Linked DNA regions of Sus scrofa: regions 1 and 3 are each linked to region 2. Evidence: chromatin contacts called from public Hi-C and HiChIP or PLAC-seq data. All regions are on one chromosome and are shown on one strand. Each heading gives the region's core, a stretch centred on a gene start, on an enhancer-like site or on the middle of the called end of the contact. The rest is flanking DNA. Distances are from core to core; before and after follow the strand shown. Region 1 overlaps FGGY (FGGY carbohydrate kinase domain-containing protein). Region 2 has its middle 120 kb from the start of JUN. Region 3 overlaps LOC102165506 (a long non-coding RNA gene).

Region 1 (4,675 bases), core at 1,547-4,046, 440 kb after region 2:
AAGCAGATATGGATGGAAAAGGTTAAGAATTCCCACCTTGGAGTTCCCGTCGTGGCACAGTGTTTAATGAATCCGACTAGGAACCATGAGGTTGTGGGTTCGATCCCTGCCTTTGCTCAGTGGGTTAACGATCCGGCATTGCCGTGAGCTGTGGTGTAGGACGCAGATGTGGCTCGGATCCCGCATTGCTGTGGCTCTGGCTTGGGCTGGCAGCTACAGCTCAGATTAGACCCCTAGCCCGGGAACCTCCATATGCCGCGGGAGCAGCCCAAGAAATGGCAAAAAGACAAAAAAAAAAAAAAAAAAGAAAAAGAATTCCCACCTTTGTCCTTTGGGACAAAGGAGGTAAAAGTGTGTGACCTTGGATCGATATGATATGCACCCTTCATTAAGTGGTTCTGAATTTGCTAGTTTCCATAATTTTATAAAAAAAAGAAAATCCTGTTTTTTAGTGAGAACTTGCTGTGTATCAGGCACTGTTCTAGGTCATTAAATATATTGTTTATATGTATATATAAACAATTTAACAATGTTTTGTTAGTTTTAGGTATATAACACAGTGATTCAGTCATAATATTCTTTTCCCTTACGGGTTATTAGAAAATACTGAATATAGTTCCTTGTGCTATACAGTTATACAGTTGGTCCTTGTTGGTTATCTATTTTATATATTGGAGTGCATATAGGCTAATCCCAAACTCCTAATTTATCCCTTCCCCTTCCTTTTCCCCTTTGGTAACCGTAAGTTTGTTTTCTGTCTGTGGGTCTCTTTCTGTTTTGTAAATAAGTCCATTTGTAGAATATTTTAGATTCCACATGTAAGTAGTATCATGTGATAAATGTCTTTCTTTGTCTGGCTTATTCACTTAGTATAATAATTTCTAGGCCCATTTATGTTGCTACAAATGGCATTATTTCATTATATTTTAGGCTGTGTAATAATCCATCATGTGCATATGTATATATATAAATATTTGTCTTTTTAGGGCCACATTTGTGGCATACATATTTTATAAAATATATGTGCACACACACACACATATATACACATAGACACACACGCCACATCTTCTTTATCCATTCATCTGTCTTTTTCAGCTCTTTGGTATAGATCTAGATGTGAGTTCCATACCCTTGAAAGTCATACAGCCAGTAGGACTGTAATTTTTCAACTGAGTAGCTGTATAGCATTTCCTTTGCTTACCAGTTTTCTCTGAGACCTTGAATTTCTTTTAGAATCTAGTCTTGTTTGCTCTTTAATATGGTAAAAGTGGAGCAATCTCAGGCTGGGAGTCCTCATTTACAAATAGTATGACAGTATATTCTTTGCTGAAATAACATTTTTGACTGCACCCATGGCATGTTCCCAGGCCAGGGATTGAACCTGTGTCACAGCAGTAAACAGAGCCAAAGCAGTGACAACACCAGATCCTTAAACCTCAGAACTATCAGGGAACTCCTGCTGAAAATGTTTTGAAACTGTAAAAATGCTCAAGAATAGAGATCACGTTTTCCAGGTGCTATTACAGAATCCCGGAAGGTTCTTGCTGTGAGGGTGAAACTGCTAAGTGAAGTAGGGGTTAGGTTTTAAGGGGACCATATCCAAGTCATATATTGTTTAGAGTTCTTTTCTCTGACCCCGGAAGGCCTTCCTTGGGAGGGACAGGACATTTTGGTCTTGGTGGCCTCTTAAATCAGTTTGCTATCCTGGATGGCTGCCACTGTAGGTGAACTCTTGTGAACTTTTGGATATGCTGTACTTGTGTGATTCTAGGTAGCCTCTGAGTTTCAGTCTGATTAACGGTGTCAATATTCAGTCTTGGATACTGTAAGAACTCTGTGGCCTTGATGGTGAGGCCTTAGGACACATAGCATAAAATACACCTGGTGGCATGGTTTGAAACTTGGAAGAAATATCTGGTCCAGCCAGGTAACCCTGGGCCCTTGGTGCTCAGTTTGTCTGCAGAGTGTGGTGGCTGGATTAGGTGATCCATTTAGCCCCTCCCTGGACTGAACCTCTGAGTCCAAAAGTAATGGTGTCGACCAAAGTCTCCCTTTGACTTCTTTCTTAAAGCTCAGGTTATTGGAAGAAGTATTATAAAAGCCTGACATTAAATTCAACCCTTTGGGATATAATTTAGTGTCAGAATGCTGTATCCTTGTCTTCTTTTTTCACCTCTTCTAGTTAGTTTATTATTTTTTAAATACACCTTCTTTTTTTCTTGTTTTCTTCATTTTTCTTCCTTGCTCTAAATTATAGTCAAGGGCCTTTGAAGAGAATTCTTAAATGTTATTAAGAAATTGCAGTCAGGGAGCCCTTTGTTCCCAAGTCATTTAGAAGATTGCTTTTCCTTTTGTTAAATATGAAACATTGTCAACCTGCATTGTTAAAATGTGCCAAAAACTGCATTCACCACTAAAAAGTGTCAGCTCTCATTATTGCCCAGATATTATTCTTTTCAAAAGCTGAGCACTCTCCCCGGGCTTTCTAAACAATCTTCAGCTCATTCATCTTTCTGGTTTCGTTACGTTTTTGAACCTCTCTCAGTCCTACCTAGAGTGGCAGCCTGTCTTTTAAAAATTAATGGGTTCCAAATGCCAGTCAAACCTATTTCCGCCCTCAACCTCCTGCTCCCCTCTCCGGCCCTGCCTGTTAGGAGTCTTATACTCTGTATAAATATTGAGCTGCAGATAGTTTCTAAAGAGGTGTTTGGACTTTTAATTAACACTGACAGCCTGTCTGCCTGGGATTTTGCTCTGCTGTCTCCATGGAAAAGTCAGGCAGGTCATATGGAGAGGAGCGGGGCTCCGCAGTGGATATGTTCCTGGCGGCTGGCCCTAGAGACACTGAACTCCGAGCCAACCATGAAGTCATTTTGAATTTAAGGAGTCTTGCTAATCCAAGGCAATGTGTCTTAATTTGACAAAGTAAAGACTGCCCGATAAGCAACCCTAACTACAAGTTCTGTGAAACTGGGGGTGTTTGTAAGTTTAGATTGTGCTAGAGAAACGTGGTGATGTGGAAGAATGGGCTCGTTTTCTTCTGTTTACTCCCTTTCCCATCCCATCCCCCCCCTCCCCCCCCCCGACTTTGGCCCAGTTCAGCCCTGCAGTCTGGCCTCTGCAGTGGCTTGATATGAAATTTGAGAAACATATGTAGTTTTCTATTTCAGGAAAATGATCTCAGGGATTGAATGTGTTTTTTTGTCGGCTGTTAAGCTCTGATCTTGCCCAGTGTGGTTTTTTGATGATGGGAAAGAGGCTTCGAAGTGCTTTTTATCAGAATTCCTTGTAATAAACCTTAGGGCTTTTTTTTTTTTTTTTCGTTAGGCCCCCACCCCCTCCCTGGCCCTCAGCACAATGTCATCTATTCTGTCAGAAGTGGGAAGAAGTGCACGTTGTTCATGTTACAATCAGTTCATTGCTGCGGGCAGGCACATACACAAAAATGGCCGCTGTGTCCACCCTTCACAAAAGCTGTTTTAAATGTAGTTCAGTGGAGGGCCAGGGGTCTGCATACTGTTGCCCATAAAGGAAAAGGGAACCATGGAGGAGAAGTCGGCCTTTGTTTTGCCTTGGAAGGGCCAGTATTCTTCTTTGTTCTTGAGGTGAGAGCCAACAATGGGCCCAGTGCCCTGTAAAACCAAACTTCATTGATCCAGGCATGCAGAGGATGTGTGGACCAGCATGGCTGGGCCTGATGAGAGCAGAGCCGAGAGAGGGGTGAGGTGAAGTGCTGGCCGGGAGATGGGGAGGTGGGAGGCCGACTCGATTATTTTCATTTGGGTCTGACCTGCCCCGTGTCCGAGGAGGAGGCATGGCTCCAGCCCATCAAGGAGCATCTCTGTCATGGTAGAGAAGGGTTCCCTGCTTATTCACCAGATGCAGGCCTCTTGAGGACAGTTGCATGTCCACGTTCATCTTTGCTTCCAGGGGGTACTTGCTGAATGAATAAGAGAATGATGTGCTCCAGCGGAGATCTCTACAGAATACGCTGAAAGCATAGACAAAGGACCGACCTACCCATCCCAAGAGTTGGGCAAAAAGGGGGAGAAAGCACAGAAAGGTGTACCCAGAGGAAAGGGAGCTGGCATTCCTGGGCAGCATGCCCGTTATCCGATTTGATCCTTGTATCATTTTAACAGATGAGGAAACCAAGACAGGGGACACGTTCATCATCACACAGCCATGAAGGAGCAGAGGCTGGATCTGAAACTAGGTCTGCATGGCTCCTAAGCGATGTCATTTGGTGTGGCTCAATCTTCCAGCAAGGGAGGAAGGATGGAAATCCTGGTTCCTCTCACACTGCATTTGTCTCCACCACTTGTTTGGTTTGCAGTGAAAAGCCCCCCTCCCTCTGGCCCTGAGATCTGGGCTTTGTCGAAATGGTTTGGGAAAATTTAAGAGACTTTTGGGCAGTGGTGGAGATGGGCTTCCCCTGAAGGAAATGCATTGAAATTGAAGCTTTGGGGACCTCGGATTGCATGGGCCCCATGAGTGCAGGTAGCTGTTGGGAGTCGTAGAATGTTCTGGGTGGGGAGGGGTTGCAGTCAGGAAGGACTTCTGTGTAGGCATTTCTCATCTCAGGAAAAGGGAATCTAAATGCCCTAGGTTCCACTTATTTTAGTTTTTTTTTTTCCTCATTGTAAACCTTCATTATGGTACCTGATTTTAT
Region 2 (4,466 bases), core at 1,465-3,964:
GACTATTATTATCAGAACTCTTTTCCAGGTGGAAACTAAAAGCTCAGAAAAGTAATTTCCCCACATAAACTATATGCAGATCCATTTGAAATCTGTGCTCCTGGGCAAGTCGCTTTGCCCATCTATCCATCCATCCATGCATCCATCCATCATCTGCCCATTCATTAATTCAACAGGTAATGGCAAGAGCTTATTTTGTCCCAGAGACTGTCATGTCCCTAGAGATGAAAAGATGTATAAAATATGGCCCCTGCTCTTCAAGAACTCATCATCCAGCAAGGAAGGGAAACACCTAAACCACAATTAGAAACATGATTGCAGGATGAGAGGCACCTAAGAAGTCTATAAAAAGAGCTCTGGGGACTTAGAGGAAAAAGTATCCAATTGCTTAGTGAAGTAAAGCAAGGAAAGCTCTAGAGAGGAGACATCACATCAATAACTATATGCTCTCCAGGTAGAGAAAGGGTGGGGTTGTTTAGGCAGAGAGAGCATCAAAGGCAACCCGTGATATAGTATGGTAACAGCTCAGATAGTGAGTGCCCAGCACCTGCTTTCAGGGCCCTGTTTATAATTCCCACCACTCTGTGAGGCAGGTACTTCTGTTTGGACCACTTTACCAAAGAGGAAACCCGGGCACATAGAGATCTTGCCTGTGTGCCTAGGATCACACAGTAACTGGCCCATGATAACTCCAGATGGCTAGTAAGGAATCTAGTTGGAATTCAACCCCAGGCAGTCTTGCTTCTGAGCCCATACTCTCAGCCACTCTGCTCTGAGTGTTCAGGGGTGCATGGCAGGTAAGGAGACTGGCCACATAAGTAGGAATTAGGTCCAAAAGGTCTTCTTTTCTTCATAAGGCCTTAGATGTTCGTGATCTAAGGGTCCTGGACTTTATGGAATCCGTAAAAGTAATAATGCCATTGTACATTATATGTGTATGTAGGTGTTTTTATGAGTGCAGGTGTGTGTGTGTGTGTCAGAGAGGGCCATCCAACTTTCTGTATAACGAGGCCATAAAGAGAAATGGTGCATCAACTTTCTTTGCCTTTGACTGGAACTCTATCTGGTCGCTGTGAGGCTTCTGGGTGTCATGTTCAGTGACATTCTCTTGGCTTCAGGGCCAAGTATCTGAATTCTCATTCCCTGTCTACATCCCACACCAGACTGGAGAGCCCCTGAGGACAGAGCTCCCATACTGTCCCCCAGTACGCAGCACAGTGCCTGGCACAAGCAGTTGCTTAGCAAATAAATTTGTTGAATGAACGACTATTTGTTGGATGAACTCTGGGTCTTTGGTTAATAATTTATGTAGAAAGCAAATAAATTAATTGCGAGTTAACCAATCTAGTTTGGTCAATAAAATCTTTCCCACTGTGCAATCAATGGGGTAGGAGGGAAGAACATAAGGGTCTTTTGAAGAGGAACAATGTTGGGATTATTGGTCTAGATCAGTGGTTTTAAAAAGAAAGCAAAGCTGTACTTTTAAAACACTTGCCACCAGGGGTTTTGATTCAGTGGATCTGAGATGGAGTGAGCTTCCCAGGTGATTCTGAGATGACCAAGTCAGTAGTACCTGGCTCTGGCAAGTACGGGTCCCTTTCTGTCCTAATTTTTCCTTTTTTGTCCCCATCTCACTCAGCTTGTGCTTGACACTTTGAGTAATGGGAGCTTACCACCTCACAAGGCAGGCTGCCCAACCCAACAGCCATACTGATAATAAGCACACCAGTACAGTGACCATATGTAGAGGTTTTTTTGTTTGTTTTTGTTTTTTTTTTTGTCTTTCTAGGGCTGCACCCATGGCATATGGAGGTTCCCAAGCTAGGGGTTGAATCTGAGCTACAGCTGCCAGCCTATGCCACTGTCACAGCAACGCCAGATCCGAGCTGCGCTGCTACCTACACCCCAGCTCACTGCAACCCAGAATCCTTAACCCACTAAGGCCAGGGATCAAACCTGTGTTCTCATGGATGCTAGTCAGATTCGTATCCACTGAGCCATGAGGGGAACTCCTTCTTTTGGATCAGAGGTACTAAGGTACAGATGCTACTGATTCTGGCGGCTAGGTATTATTTACCCCCATTTTATAGTGAAAGAAAGCCAAACTCCTGAGGTTTAGTGGTGCATTCAATGTCTCAGAGGGTGCAGGGCTGGGCCAGGATTCCAGCCACCCCTGGTGGCTGGTTAGCCCACGTGCTTCCCCCCGGGCCTGGAGCAGGTCCCGGGGTGGGGGCGGGGTGACTCCTGGGAGGAGGGGAGGGATCCCGGTCGCCACGTCGCCGGCCCTGCCTGGCTGCACACCGCGCTCCGCCCAGCCCTCGCGGGCCTCCCCATAGAAGGTAAACCCAGGCAGGATCCCATGAGAGCTGGCGGGGCCTGGCGCCCCGCTGGTTTCAGTTTCTGAAGAGCCCAGCCCTGAGCAAACACGGGCTGGGAGGAGGGTTCTGGAAGCCTTCCCAACAGATAGCAGATTAACTCGCTGCTGCCTGGGAGCCACCCACGTGGGGACGGGCTGGGTCACCAGCAAGCGGCCTCCCTGGCAGGCAGACAGTCCCTGCGGGGGGCCGGTCGCCCCTGGCTGCCCAGAGCCACCCGAAGCCGGAGAAGGCACACGCTGACCCGCCAAGACGACCTCGGTGCCAGTTCCAGTCCGGCTCTGGCCGGGACCTCCAGGCTGGGTGACAAGGCTGAGGGACGGCCCCAACCCCACCCTCCAAATAAGGACAGATCTTCCTGCTTCAGCCTGCCTCTCCAGGGCGTTCCTGTTCCAACGTGTACGCAGAACGCTTAGAATGTTTGTTTTCTTTCTGAGAAAGAGGCTGAGGGACATGGCCAAGGCCGGCGTGAACTCCAAACCCAGGGCATTCTCTGTCGGACATTTTTCGGGCCAGACAGACTCGGGTCTGAATACTAGTTCTGCCACTTCCTATCCAGGAGACCTTCGTGTAAATTTCTTCATCTCTCTGAGCCTTATTATTCTCATCTCTAAAATGGGGATAATGCTACCTATCTCTAAGATAGGTTCTGTGGAGTCGATTAGATAGATACAGATTATACATATTAAGTATTTAGTGCCCTCAATCAATGCCAATTAACATTATTATTAATTATATTGTTACTACAAATGACTAATAATGACACTTAGGATTATTATTACTAATGCAACTGGGAGCATGGGTGTAAAAAAAATGGGCTCAATTAAAATTTTTTACTGAGGGAAATAGTTTTATGAGAGGTAAATAAAGATTGGAATAACACTGGGTCGCGAGCACATGATCTCATTTAGTATTCAAACAGCTTCACAAGGCAGGTGTTATTATCCCCATTATACAGGTGAGGAAGCTGAGGCCCCTGGAAGTTAAGTAACTAGGCCATGTCACACACTGTTCATACCTGGTATCCTGGCCTCCGGAGCTCTGTGATGATATTCCCTAAGCCTTAGCTACCTCAAACTTCCCCACCTCAACAAAGGAAAACTCTGGAAATGATAAAAGTCACCTCCTTCAGGCTGCTTTCTTAATTCTCTCTCTCCTCCCCTAGTAGAACAAACGCTCCCTCTTTTGTTCTCCTGGTGCGGGTAGCATGTGACTACACACCCTTGTGGGCTGTCTCTCTTCTCCAGGGAGTGTGCTTCTCAGAGGCAGACACTGTACACTTTTTTGCATGTTGGGAAGGTCTGTACGCTGTTGTTGTTAAGTACAGACTTAGGAGCCCAACTGCCTGGGCTCAAACCCTGGCTCAAATCGTGGCTTTACTACTTGTTGGCTGTGGGCTTGAGTAAGAAACTTAAGTTCTCTCTGCCTCATGCCCCTTATCTGTAAAATGGAAATTAACACTAAAAACAGCCTCATGGGAGTTCCCTGGTGGCCTAGTGGTTAAGGATCTGGCCTTATCACTGGTTCAAGTCACTGCTGTGGCAAGGGTTTGACCCCTAGCCCAGAAAGTTTCCCATACTCTGGGCATGGCCCAAAAAAAAAAAAATGCGTCTTGTGTGGACTTGCTGTTGCATTGAATGGACATTTAGATCTAGATCAATATAGATCTAGATACCCTACTGTGAATCTCTTGAGTGATAGGTGTCCAATGAATGAAGACAAATTGCTAAAGTCCTGAATTTTCCTTGTTAACAGAAAGTGAAACGTAAAAAGACTGTCACTGAGCATGGGTCAGTGTCAAGGGACCCAAGATCTGGTTCTGAACCTGTCTCTTAATTTAATGTGTGGACTTGGACCTATCTCTTCCTCTCTCGGAAGTTATTTTTCTGCCAAAAGAGAAGTTTGGCTCCTATAGGTAGATGGACTTTGAAGGGTAATATTCAATGGTATTAATGACCGGTCCCTTGCCTGTAGGACTTTTACTTGAGTGTGTTCTAAGTTAGAGGTCATACCCAGAAATAAAGGACCAGCTCACCACTGGAAGCACAAACCTCAACCGCTGGTAGGTGATGGCGCTAACCTTGATTATAG
Region 3 (4,496 bases), core at 303-2,802, 330 kb after region 2:
ATTTCTGAGCCTCAAACAACAGTAAATAATATGCCAAACATCAGAAATTAATAATCCTATAGTAGGCCCATTAGATAGTGCTCCAACATAACACTGAAAGAACACACAGCTAACACGTTATTTAAGTTTTTGATAATTTTCCTTACTAGGACCTACACTAGATCTCACCTTTTTCTAAAAGCTTTTTGGAGGCTGAAAAAAAAATATATAAGCACAAATGGAGGATGAGTGAAGCTTCTGTTTCAGTGACAGACAGTCGGAGAGAGACATTAAGGGAGGTGCTATTCTAGCACCTTCAAACCACATAATGTAATCACCAGCCTCCTTCTTGTATTGAGGCCATCATTTAGCAAAATTGATGGTTTGCAGATACTATATGGGTTAGAAACTGACTGAGTATTTTTCCTTGGGAAATAATGGCACTCAATAATGAGGATGATGTTGGGGGAATGGCCTGAAGATTGGGTTTTCAGACCCTCAAAGTTTTTATGAGCATGTGATATATTTAAGGAAGAAGTTATTTGTATGGAAAAAGCAGACAGGGCCTGGACTAGGAATCTTTTTTCAAGCCACCATTGCCTAGTTGAATCATAATACTTGTTTTCCTGATCTGCGAAATGGGGCTAATAGTACTTAACTTTCCTACTCAGGGAGAGCTTTGGAAATGTAGAGTTCTGCTTCCATGAGAAGGATTAGGAGTTCCCGTCGTGGTGCAGTGGTTAACGAATCCGACTGGGAACCATGAGGTTGCGGGTTCGATCCCTGCCCTTTGCTCAGCGGGTTAACAATCCGGCGTTGCCGTGAGCTGTGGTATAGGTCGCAGACGCGGCTCGGATCTTGCGTTGCTTTGGCTCTGGCATAGGCTGGCAGCTACAGCTCCGATTTGACCCCTAGCCTGGGAACCTCCATATGCCACGGGAGCGGCCCAAGGAATGGCAAAAAGACAAAAAAAAAAAAAAAAAAAAAAAAAAAAAAAAAACCAAGAGAAGGATTACTAGTGGGTTCACACTGTGGCGCAGTAAGAATCCCTCTACAGCAGCTCATGTCGCTGTGGAGGTACAGGCTCCATCCCTGGCCAGGCTCAGTGGGTTAAAGGATCCAGTGTAGCTACAGCTACAGCGTAGGTCTCAGCTGTGGCTGGGATGCAATCCCTGGCCTGGGAACTTCCATATGCCACTGGTGTGGCCATAAAACAAACAAACAAAAATACTGATGCTGCTGTTGCTACTACTACTACTACCACTACCATCACCACCCATCTGAGGACACAAATGAGGGAGAGGAAGAAATCCATTCTAGTGAGTTGTTGGGCCAATGCAGCCCCACCCAGGTGGCTGGACTAGAAGTTTATAGTGCTGCTGACTATTACCCATGGAATTGCCTGAGTGAACAGGATGTTTTGACATATATTGACAGGAAATCCCCTCTTCACCCCAGCAGTGACTCAGAGGGACTCAGAAAAACCAAAAGTTATCTGGGGAGGGGGTGGGGAAGTCTCCTGAGCCTTTAAGGAGATCTAGAGAAGAACCAGTCCTCAGAAGAGAGAGGAAGTGCTACTGCAGGCTTTTGAATCACAGGGGATTGGATTAAATCCTGACTCTGCCACTGTGTGGCCATGTGACAGCAGGAAAGCTTCCTATCCTCTCTGAGTTTCAGTGTCCTCACTCATAGAATGAAGATAATAATACCCATCTCAAAGAGTTGGTGGGAGATTTGAAACTGGAGATGGAAAAAAAAAAAATCAGAGAGTTCTTTAGAGTAGGTGGTCAAGGAAAACCCCAAATCATTGTCAACAGAGCAGCTAAAGGCATGGTGATGGTGTCAACAACAGAATAGTAATTCCTTTTACTCAGCAGTGAAAGGAATAAACTATAGTGATCTGACCAGGCGGACTGAATCTCTGTAATACAATAAACGCAAACATGTGTGTGCATATGTGTGTGCATACTGTCTATTAAAAGAAAGGAATAACCATTGCAACAGTTAAGAGTTTGAAAAGCAGTTAACTTGCTTGGGTTAATGCCAAGGTTCCAGTGCTAATGCTTGGTGGCAGGTTCAACAGTATTTTATGTGACTATTAATAATGATGATGGGTGTTTACTCATAGCTAACATGAGGAGAGTGTATCATGAACCAAGGATTACAACTGATGCAGTTTGGTGCAACAGTAACACTCAATGGGCACTCAACACACCTTCCTGTCTCCTCGTCTCCTTTCTAACCATCTTCTTCCTCTGGAATTTTTTTTTAATAAGAGCAAAACATTTCTTCTCTGATATATTTGTTTTCAATCACACTGTATGTACAGTCCTTTGTCCCAGACGTCTTTAATTAAAACTAACCATTATTGGTATTGCTATGCTTAATTGTTTCCATCTTCGGTAACCATTTTACTATACAGTTGCCTGCTTCTCTTTTCTATGATGTCTTTTCTAAATTCTATTTCACACTCACATTTGTAATATAATCAGGGGGAAATATAACAAGATATTCCTATAATTGAAAGGAAAATGCTACCTGTGGACAAGATAAAGCCAAGACTTCAAAGCCGACATATAAGGCCTCCTGTAGGTCTCAGAACAAACTCAAATTCACCCCTCAGCATACCTTCCTTCCAATCAAACCGAGAGTCTCACCATTGCCCCAACACACAGCCACCATTTACACCCCCATGCCATAACCTTCTTGAATGCCTTCACGACTATTTTTTTTTCTCTCAAAAAATTCTTGCTCTTCTTTCAGAACCATTCTTAAATGCCACTTCCCCTACAAAGCCTGCCTGAGCACCCCCAAGAAGGCTGTTGCTACCTCTTCTACGAGCCTACATTACTTGAAAAATTCCAGTACATTAGCCCTTAATGCACAGCTATTTTAATTATATCTTCACAGGTGGTTGCCCTGCCACTTGTGAGGAGGAACTCAACCTAGTTCACCCCAGATGTGTCTGGCACATTGCATACAAGAAAAGAAAAATGTGTAAGAGTGGGGAGTTCCCTTCGCCGCTCAGTGGTTAACGAATCCGACTAGGAACCATGAGGTTGCGGGCTCCATCCCTGGCCTTGCTCAGTGGGTTAAGGATCTGGCATGGCTGTTTGCTGTGGTGTAGGTCGCAGACTCAGCTTGGATCTGGTGTTGCTGTGTCTGTGGCGTAGGCCGGTGGCTGCAGCTCCGATTAGACCCCTAGCCTGGGAACCTCCATATGCCGCAGGTGCAGCCCTGGAAAAGACAAAAAAAAAAAAAAAAAAAAAAAAAAAAAAGTCTAAGAGTGACCTAGTCAGAGATGGTTGTATCAAATATTTCATGGCTCCTCGACTCACAGGTAATTCTTCAGTTGTGGTGTGGTGTTGACTGAGACTGCTATGGAGATCAAGTGTCCAGCCAGGGAGGTCTCTTGGAGAAGGAGTTTATCAGGAACCTTGAAGGATCAGGAATATTGGAAAGGGGGTATCTCCTCTGTGGACTCCATCCATCCGGAGTTGCCGTCTCTCTTGATTTGCACCAAGATCCACCCCCATCCTGGTAACAGCGCTCCCGTGAGTTCTAATAAGGGAGATTTCTAATAAGGAAGATTACTCTCTTGTGAGAGAGTTTCACAGGAAACAAACAAACACTTGTGGACACAGCTTTGGGTGGCCTGGAAACCATTTCCAGAGGGAAAAGTTGTAAGCTATTTTCATGTTACTCCTATTTGGTGAAATATGTTCCGTCTTCTGAAAGTGTGCATGGATGGACGGGAAGTTGGTGTAACTGAACTCAAATTACAAATGAAGTCAGATAGTAAATGTTATTGCTGTCCCTGGCAAGTGACAGGTTCTACTACTCTGGGATCTGTGTCTACAGGCTATCAGCTACTTCAGCCTATCAAGAAAAAATAGGACAATAGTGTCTAAGGAACAGGATTTGGAACTACACCTGGGCTCAAGCTCATGTTTCATACATTTAGCCAAATATCCTTGGACAAGTTACTCAACTTTTGTGATCATTTAGTTTGTCCCAGATGACATGGGCAGAAAATAACATTTACTTCATAGGATTTTCATAAGATTAAATGAGATGTGAAAGCAATTAGCATATCAGAATTGTCCAATACATGGTAGCGACTACTATTATTTAAACTCTGAGTTTGTTTGCTTCAAGAAAGAAAAAAGTGAGGGGCGGTCAATTTTACCTAGGTTAAATGAGGAAGCATTCAGTAAAATTTTTTTAGAATCATGTTTAGCAGGAGGGTCAGCATTCACTGAAAATCTGAATCAAGAAGAACGCTTAAAATGAGTAAGTTGATCTAGGATCTCTTATTTTTTTCCTCAGATGAAGTCAGAGACCTCTAACAATCTCAAACATCTATGAAGCATTTCACCAGGAAAAAAAAATATGCAATGTATGTATATATTTAAAATTCTAATAAAATTGTAGTGACACTTCAAATTCTATTTAAAAATAGAGTATTTGGATCCCCGGCTTTAAAATTCCTTATTAAAAAAAAAAGCAAAAAAGGT

Evidence for each region. Hi-C and Micro-C count contacts between places; a contact is called where the count stands out from the background. HiChIP or PLAC-seq counts read pairs in DNA pulled down with a chosen protein or histone mark.
Region 1: a contact with region 2 is called in a Hi-C map of skeletal muscle, with 5 times the contacts expected there. The contact joins two enhancer-like sites. A contact is called at or near these places in 4 of 47 Hi-C or Micro-C datasets (heart right ventricle, psoas muscle and skeletal muscle) and 1 of 2 datasets of contacts at active chromatin or transcription factors (skeletal muscle).
Region 3: a contact with region 2 is called in an H3K27ac HiChIP or PLAC-seq map of alveolar macrophages. The contact joins two enhancer-like sites. A contact is called at or near these places in 2 of 2 datasets of contacts at active chromatin or transcription factors (alveolar macrophages and skeletal muscle).

What each region holds. Positions count from the first base shown.
Region 1 is chr6:153,124,347-153,129,021 of Sscrofa11.1, reverse strand. The region is part of intron 5 of FGGY (FGGY carbohydrate kinase domain-containing protein); the gene reads left to right. Among named protein-coding and RNA genes, the nearest start is that of FGGY, 86 kb to the left of the region's middle. Within about 2 kb of position 2,796, at least 40 of the 83 cell types and tissues checked have an H3K27ac peak or open chromatin away from gene starts, as enhancers often do. A contact at or near this core is called in skeletal muscle, where this site is marked.
Region 2 is chr6:153,560,674-153,565,139 of Sscrofa11.1, reverse strand. No RefSeq gene overlaps it. Among named protein-coding and RNA genes, the nearest start is that of JUN, 120 kb to the left of the region's middle. Within about 2 kb of position 2,714, at least 76 of the 83 cell types and tissues checked have an H3K27ac peak or open chromatin away from gene starts, as enhancers often do. A contact at or near this core is called in alveolar macrophages and skeletal muscle, where this site is marked.
Region 3 is chr6:153,228,972-153,233,467 of Sscrofa11.1, reverse strand. All of the region lies in intron 2 of LOC102165506 (a long non-coding RNA gene), which reads right to left. Among named protein-coding and RNA genes, the nearest start is that of FGGY, 18 kb to the right of the region's middle. Within about 2 kb of position 1,552, at least 18 of the 83 cell types and tissues checked have an H3K27ac peak or open chromatin away from gene starts, as enhancers often do. A contact at or near this core is called in alveolar macrophages, where this site is marked.